2 separate regions of the Mus musculus genome follow, and region 2 is linked to region 1. A link is a contact called in public HiChIP or PLAC-seq data. All regions are on one chromosome and are shown on one strand. The core of a region is the stretch at or near the end of the contact, and the rest is flanking DNA. Distances in the headings are between cores, read along the strand shown. Region 1 overlaps Avl9 (AVL9 cell migration associated). Region 2 holds the start of Kbtbd2 (kelch repeat and BTB (POZ) domain containing 2).

Evidence for each region. HiChIP or PLAC-seq counts read pairs in DNA pulled down with a chosen protein or histone mark.
Region 2: a contact with region 1 is called in an H3K4me3 HiChIP or PLAC-seq map of bone marrow-derived macrophages, with 2.5 times the contacts expected there. The contact joins the promoter of Kbtbd2 here to the enhancer-like site in region 1. A contact is called at or near these places in 6 of 484 Hi-C or Micro-C datasets (bone marrow-derived dendritic cells, liver, nephron progenitors and 1 more), 7 of 115 datasets of contacts at active chromatin or transcription factors (the SCID.adh cell line, bone marrow-derived dendritic cells, bone marrow-derived macrophages and 3 more) and 3 of 9 other capture datasets (adipose tissue, liver and pancreatic islet).

Annotation. Positions count from the first base shown.
Region 1 is chr6:56,759,024-56,762,491 of GRCm38.p6, forward strand. It overlaps Avl9 (AVL9 cell migration associated), which reads left to right. Exons shown (of 16, transcript NM_030235.1): 16 at 1-2,888. Among named protein-coding and RNA genes, the nearest start is that of Gm10209, 34 kb to the right of the region's middle. Within about 2 kb of position 1,823, at least 8 of the 459 cell types and tissues checked have an H3K27ac peak or open chromatin away from gene starts, as enhancers often do. A contact at or near this core is called in bone marrow-derived macrophages and microglia, where this site is marked.
Region 2 is chr6:56,795,968-56,799,373 of GRCm38.p6, forward strand. Kbtbd2 (kelch repeat and BTB (POZ) domain containing 2) reads right to left here and starts at 1,846. Exons shown (of 4, transcript NM_001362210.1): 1 at 1,492-1,846. It overlaps Gm10209 (oleosin-B6), which reads left to right. Exons shown (of 2, transcript XM_030255710.1): 2 at 1,280-2,459. The coding sequence ends at 2,077.

The sequences.
Region 1 (3,468 bases), core at 573-3,072:
ATAGGGCATAACTCAATATTTTTAAAATTTTGCAAGTTGGATTTTCACACAAAACCACAAAAATATGAACTACTTTAAGTTGGGCATAATAAGTTGAGAGAATCCAGTGACAATAAATTAATTGGTTAATGGGAGAAAACCATTAATTTTCTTTGGCCAGTAAATATTTGAAAAGAGAAGAAACTAAAGCCACACAAAACTGTGAAAGGCACATTAATGTTGTGCTGAGACTATTAAGAATTCCTTGTTAGATACCATTTCATGTGGCTGCAGCATGCTGATATATCCATGGTAGTTGACATTGCTAGGAGCCCTGCCTGGGTTAGCTAATAAGGTAATGATTCATTCTTTAGTTTGTACCAGGTTTATATGACTTGCCGAATTGCCTGCTATTACTTAAACAAAAGCAATGCAGCACTGACTTTGAAATATACTTGGGGACAAAATGTAACTGGTTTTGTTTCACACTCCCCATTTGAGTGTGTATGGTTCCCCTGTGTATGGTCTCACAGTCTTGCCACACAGGTCTCTAAATTGCCAACTTCCTCCCTCTTGTCTCAACTGGGATTATAGGAGCACACTACTGTGCCAGGCTTAAGTGTATATTTTAATTGAACCTTCTCTTAATGTAGTTAAAAACTTAACTCTTAAAATGGTTACTTAACTGGTCAGCCTAAAATAACTTACCTTGGAATATAAAACATCTTGGAATGGTCAAAAGACTATACTCCTACTTCCTTCAGGTTCTTGGAAATGTTGGCTTTTCAAGGGCCATAGGCCATTTTGTTGCTGGGGGCATCACCTAATGCAGCAGCCTGTGTCATGGAGAACAGGAGATACAGCCAGTGAGCCCAGACACGTGAAGTCTGTATTTTAGGCTCCAGTGAGCTAGACTAACTCGGAAGAGTAGTCTCCCTCCAGTGCTGGCATGGTAGTCCTTTAGTCAACACCTGGCCTTTTGACTATTGCCAGGAGATGTGGCTATTGGAAACCATGCTTTCTCCAGTGATTGCCAGTGCTCTTGTGTCTTAAGAACTGAGTGTTTGTAACTAGACCTGCAGGAGCGAAAGTCAACCAGCATTTTTCAGGTTTCCAGCAGGCAGACATTGACAGTAGCTGCACTGCTGTTGAGGTAGTTTTGATCGTAGTGTAACGACAAAGGCACAGATAAGGAAGAGAATACAAGCTGTGAGTCTGGAGTAGAGTAGAAATTCTGAAGCTGCGTGTAACAGGATGTAGAGCAATTGTATATGTATATCTGATTTATAACCAACATGAATTGTCCACCCCCAAGTCCTTCACTAGCTCTCAAGCCTGAAAACAGTTCTCTCCTTTTGCGGTAAGAAACAGTTGGCTTTCTTGGGCAGCAAAGTAGAGTGCATGACAGGACTTCCTCAGTCTTTCTGCTTTTCACATTTTGTACTAAGCAGTTAACTGATTTTTAGAATAGCTTTCTTTAGAAATTCAAGGAAAGCAAATTAGGAAAACACAAATGAGAAGCTATTACATGGCTGAGAAACAGGGCACTTAAGTCTGAATGGAGAGTATTTTGACATCAGTATTTAACCTACTAAAGGCATGAGTTTAGACAAGTTAGAATTGTAATCTGCTATTGACATTTCTAAGTGAAGCTATAACATTCTTTAGCTGGTAGGCAGGTATTATTGAAGCTGTATATTTTATAGAGAAAATTTTGAGGGAGTTAACAGCCAGTGGCTCTCTTCCTTCCATGTTGATAAATTTAGAAGTCCTGCGGCCAGCATCCTGATTTATACCCACAGGCAGTGTCTGCTGCAGCCTCCACAGAGGGCAGCCTGTTAGGACAGAAGCTGCTGCCTCCTGCCTGTGGTGCTAGCTGCACCAGCCTGTTCATGTGTTGGGGCATTGCTTAGGATCCCTGAAACATTTGCACACTGTGGTTCTTTAAAGAGAAATGGCCCAGCATTCATGGCTTTCCACACCATCTTCTGGTAGCCTTTAACTATGACAGAATGCTCCTTGAATCACTTGAAGATGACCATCATTCCTCATAACCTAATGTGCCGGTTTTCTCATCCAAGTCTTCTGACTTCGTTAGCTTGGAATTCTTTTTCCGTAATTTCCAACATTCCACAAAACTTTTTTTTAGAGAAAAAAGGATCTTGTTTTTATTTTTTCGTACAAAAAACTCCATAAAAATGACTTCCTACCTACATTATGAAGAAGAAACTGGCTGCCTCGTATACTATAACACTCCAAAATGAAAAGATTGTGCATGTCTAAGGGGTTGGATATATTTTGTAAAACTCTAAATACATTTGTATTTCTGTGCTGTTCAGAAATTTACCTTTTTACTTATACTAATTAAAGATGCAGAAAACTATATATTTAAATCATGTATATGGAACGCAATTTAAGGGGTTTCCAATCGTATTTTTCATCAGCTTCCCATGCACATAGTATGCTGCTGAAGTTTCTTTTTTGTGCAATATAAACATTTGAACATTTCAAGTCAGGTACTGAGCCAGAAAAGGTCATTGAAGTTTTCAGAGAACTGCCTAAAGCGTATTTTATTCTGTTGAGATACTGTTATTTTATAGCTGGGAAACCAAGATTGTGCATTACATGTTTCAGTCCACTTGATCATTCCTTTCTAAATTTAGAAAGCATGTGATTAATGACTTGGTGGAGGTACTTAATGATTGGAAAACAGTTTTTAAGGAAGTCAAGCTATAGCTTCTCTTTCCTCCAGTGGCTTTGTAGTTTGTGCCGGTTCATTTCTGTTGTCATTTGTTTTTTAAAAACATATTCAAGTTATAAATCATGTCTAGTCATACTGAACTGTAGAGCTTCTATTGTACATTTATTTTAAGGAAAACCTAATAATAAAATTATCCTGTTTCTCTTGCACACGGGCTATTGATCTCCTAGACTTAACTGCGTGTTGTCTGTGTGATCTCTGGCCTTCACAACTGGGCAACAGTGCATTCTTCATTTGTCAAGAAAGCAGCGCATGGGTGAGCTGAAGGACTACACATCCAGTTTAGCTTCCTCCTGATACTGCTTATCACCATACGCTTTCTAGCTATGACCTCTTCGGAAAGAGCTTTATGTAGCGTCTGGGGAACTCTGAGGAATGCTGCGCAAGTACTAAGGATATTGGTCATGTAATCACTCATGGACAGGGCCAGGGAAGGAGAAAACTGCACTCCCGCCATCCATTTCTCCACTTGGACTGGTAAGGTTCAAAATAATACACTGAGGATTCCAGGTATGTGTGCTGTGCACCATGGCTCCATTACAACTTGTTTATGGAATAAGAAGATAAATGTCCCTTTCCTGGGGTTGTGTGAGTGTGGCCTTTAAGTTGTTTAGCACTAAGGAAGGTGATCTAGATTTAAAAGGATATTTTTTCAGATGACAATACAAGTTAAAATTAAAACCATTCAGGTAGAAAATTATAAACTCCTTAAGATAGAATAGATGTTA
Region 2 (3,406 bases), core at 596-3,095, 37 kb after region 1:
GTAGTAGTTTGCAAACCCCAGGCTGAAGCAGGACTTTAAGGCAAGCCTGCGTTACACTATTAACACAGTCTACCTCAAGAGACAAATCAGGTTTCTAGGAACTTAAACATCTAAATCACTCAAGGCATAGAAACTTAAGAAATGCTAACTATTTCTGCTATCTAATAAAGAAAACTCTACTGTGGCCTCACTAATAACTACTACGACTCCTATTATTTCTGTCACCTCCTTACAGTATTTGTAAAGTTAGCATATTTTACAGCACTGTACTTATGGAAATAAAATAGAGAATAATTACAGTACTTATCTGAAGAGAGGAAATAAGTGTGGAAACACACGGATTACATACAAAGAATGCTCAACGGAAAAGCCGTAGTTGCCAAGAATTATATACCCTCTCTTAAGATTTCTGGCCCTGATCTAAAGGAACCTAGAAAAGCGTTAAACCAACAAAAGAGCAAAGCAGAAAGGCATAACCTTATCAGACAGACGAAACGAACAGCAACGTTTCACATCACAGAGGCTGGGAAAAACAACTGACTTGGCTTTTCAAATGGATCTTAGATTACAAATAAAAGCTTCATCCACAGTCTGACTAGACGAAGTCATTCTCACCTGCAAAAGATCTGGTCTATATTACTCAAATCTGGGGAAGAATTCACAACTCCAAAGAAATGAAGAAACTAAAATAAACTGTATTAACTCACAGGAAGAAAATATAATTTCAGTCAGAGCACACCGCTGATAGGGCCGTTCCTCAGTGTCTGCTCAGTGAGCCAGACTTACAGATTCATGTATAAACAACACGTGACCAGCACTGTCTTTTTTTTCCCCCCTCGTTTTCACAAAGCTGATATAGCTGTTCACAAAGCAAAGTCTTTCAAGTTTACTATCTTAATTCCTTGCTTAACTTAAAGAGAGGCCACCAAAGAAATTCTAGAGATCTACAGCCCGGAGAATACGCATCCCTTTTCCTTTAGGTAGCTATAAAAAAAAGGAATCTTAAGAGCTACTAGGCCAGGCGCTTGGCGGGGCGGGAAGTGGGGGAGAGCACACGACAGCAGCGCCCAGTCGGCCGACTTAGCGTCCAGTTCCAACCCATGATTTCCGTCTAAAGCAAACAGGTTTCAAAGTGCAGCTTCCCCTTCCCACAGCAGAGCACAAGCAGGCCGAGGACAACAGGACCCCGGCTAACCTGGCTAACTCTTGGTTACTGCCGATGTGCCAAGAAAAAGAATTATAATAATACTTTTTTTTTTTTTAAAAAAAAAAAAAAAAGGGCAAGGACGCGGTCGCCCTTCTCCGGCGGCCGCGACACGAGCCGGGCAAAACAGCTCTCCCTCAGAAAGGACGCCGCCCCGAGCCCCGCAGCTCGCGCAAGGCCGCGCCGGAAACACCGCGCGCTCGGCGGAAGCGCCCCAGTTTGAAAGCCGCCGCCGCCGCCCCGGGCCACAAAGGCCGCCCGCCAGCCTCGCGCCCGGCCGGGCTCACCTCGTCCCCGGTCGCCCAGCTCACCGCGCCGCTCCGCCGGGCTGCACTCACGCGGCCGCACGCACGGCGGGGGCGTGGCGCTGCGGGGATCCGGGCCGCTCGCTTCCGCCCCCGCTTCCGCTTCCTCGCGCCTCCTGGGCTGGGCCGTCACGGCCTGCCGCCCGCGCCAGTGCCCGCGCCCGCTCCAGCAGCGGCTCTGCGGGCTCCCGGGTGCCCGCGGCTGGACCCCGCCTTCATCTGGCTCACCGCGCCCTTTTCCTCTGCCCCACCGGAAAGCCAAAACAATCGGAGCCGCGCAGGCGCGGGAAGGAAACGGAAAGCAGGAAGGGCGGAGGCGGCGCGAGGTGACGCTGGCGTCTGGGTCCGGGCTTCCCGGGCTGCTAAGGCGCGTGCGCGTAGCAGAGCGGGGTCGCGCCGGCCACCCATCCTCAGGGATGGCCTAGAAAAATCAGTTCCCAAAGTTCTATTCAGCGGCACTTGGACTTCTGTGCAGCCGCAGTTGTTCGTGTTTGAGGTGTCCACCCGAGATACAGACATTTGCAGGCTGGGCCAGAGTGGGGGCCAGCACTGCACCCCGGGAAGCTGAAGTTAGGGGAGGAGGACATTGGACCGTTTGCTATATGGGCTGCTTTCCTTAGTTCCAGCCTCCATCGCTTTCAGAAGTTCCGCTTGCTAAGGCCTTGGAAGTATTGGCACCATCGAGATAACCCGCAGTTTGGAAGCGAATGGGTGCAGAGGACGGTCTCCACAAATGATGCCTCCAGCCAGTTTTTACTGCAATGCAGCAGACACCCTCCATGCCCCAGATTTCAAAGCAAAGCCTTGAAGTAGCAAGTGCCTGTGGTCTGCGAGACTTGTTGGCAAGCAAAAATGTTATAGATTTGCCTAAAGATACATGTAACGAAAACGAAACAAAAAACGTTCAGAATTGCCTACTTCCTAACTTCAACTGTTAGAACAAGTCCAGTTTTGAAAATAAGAATGGCCACATATAAAGCATTAGGCAAAGAGACAGACACCTCTAATCCCAGATGGCAGGAGGCTAGAGAAAGGATATCAGGAATTCCCGGCTGTCCTTCGCTAAATAGTGAGTTCAAATTTTAACAGGAGCACATGAACGACACCAGACTATTTAAAAGTGCTGGTTTGGTAGAGGGGGTTAACAGGCCCTCAGAATGCATTACAGAGCATTACAATGCAATGCATCTATCTTGCTTCCCTGTAAGGATACAAAGAAAATCTTGTCTGCTCTCAAATACAATGTATCTATCCACTCCATTTTGCTGTCTTGTAATAATACAAAGAAAATATAGTTAACCGTGCTGGTATACAATGTATCTATCCACTCTAATTTTGCTTCCCTGAAATAATACAAAGAAAATCTAGTTGACCGACGTCGTTGTGAACACCTAGCACATAGCACAAGGAACTTCTTTGTAGTTAATGGGACTGCTCTTCATCTTGACTGCGTGAATATGGAATTCCTAGGTCACGACCCAATAACGATAAAGTTTACAAAGTTTAATCTGGGCATAGTGGCATAGGCCTGTAATCTCAGTATGCCAGAGTTAGGTAGGCAGATTTCTATAAATTCAAGGACAGCCTGGTCTAAATAGCAAGTTACTTGTTATAAGCCAGCCAGTAAGTGAGTCCCTGCCAAAAAAAAAAAAAAAAAAACCAAAACAAAAGAAAAAAAAAGAAAAAAGAAAGTAGCGTTTATATAAAAGATGATGTAGTCCAAATAAGGTTTTTAGTCTATTTAATTGCTTTTGCTAATACCAGCTTCATAGTTTTGATAATATACTATAGTTATCTAAGATGGGAAGTCACTAGAGGGGTTTTCAAAGAACATTCTACTTTTGTTACTTTTTATGCTATGTGTGTGTGTGTGTGTGTGTGTGTGTGTGTGTGTGTG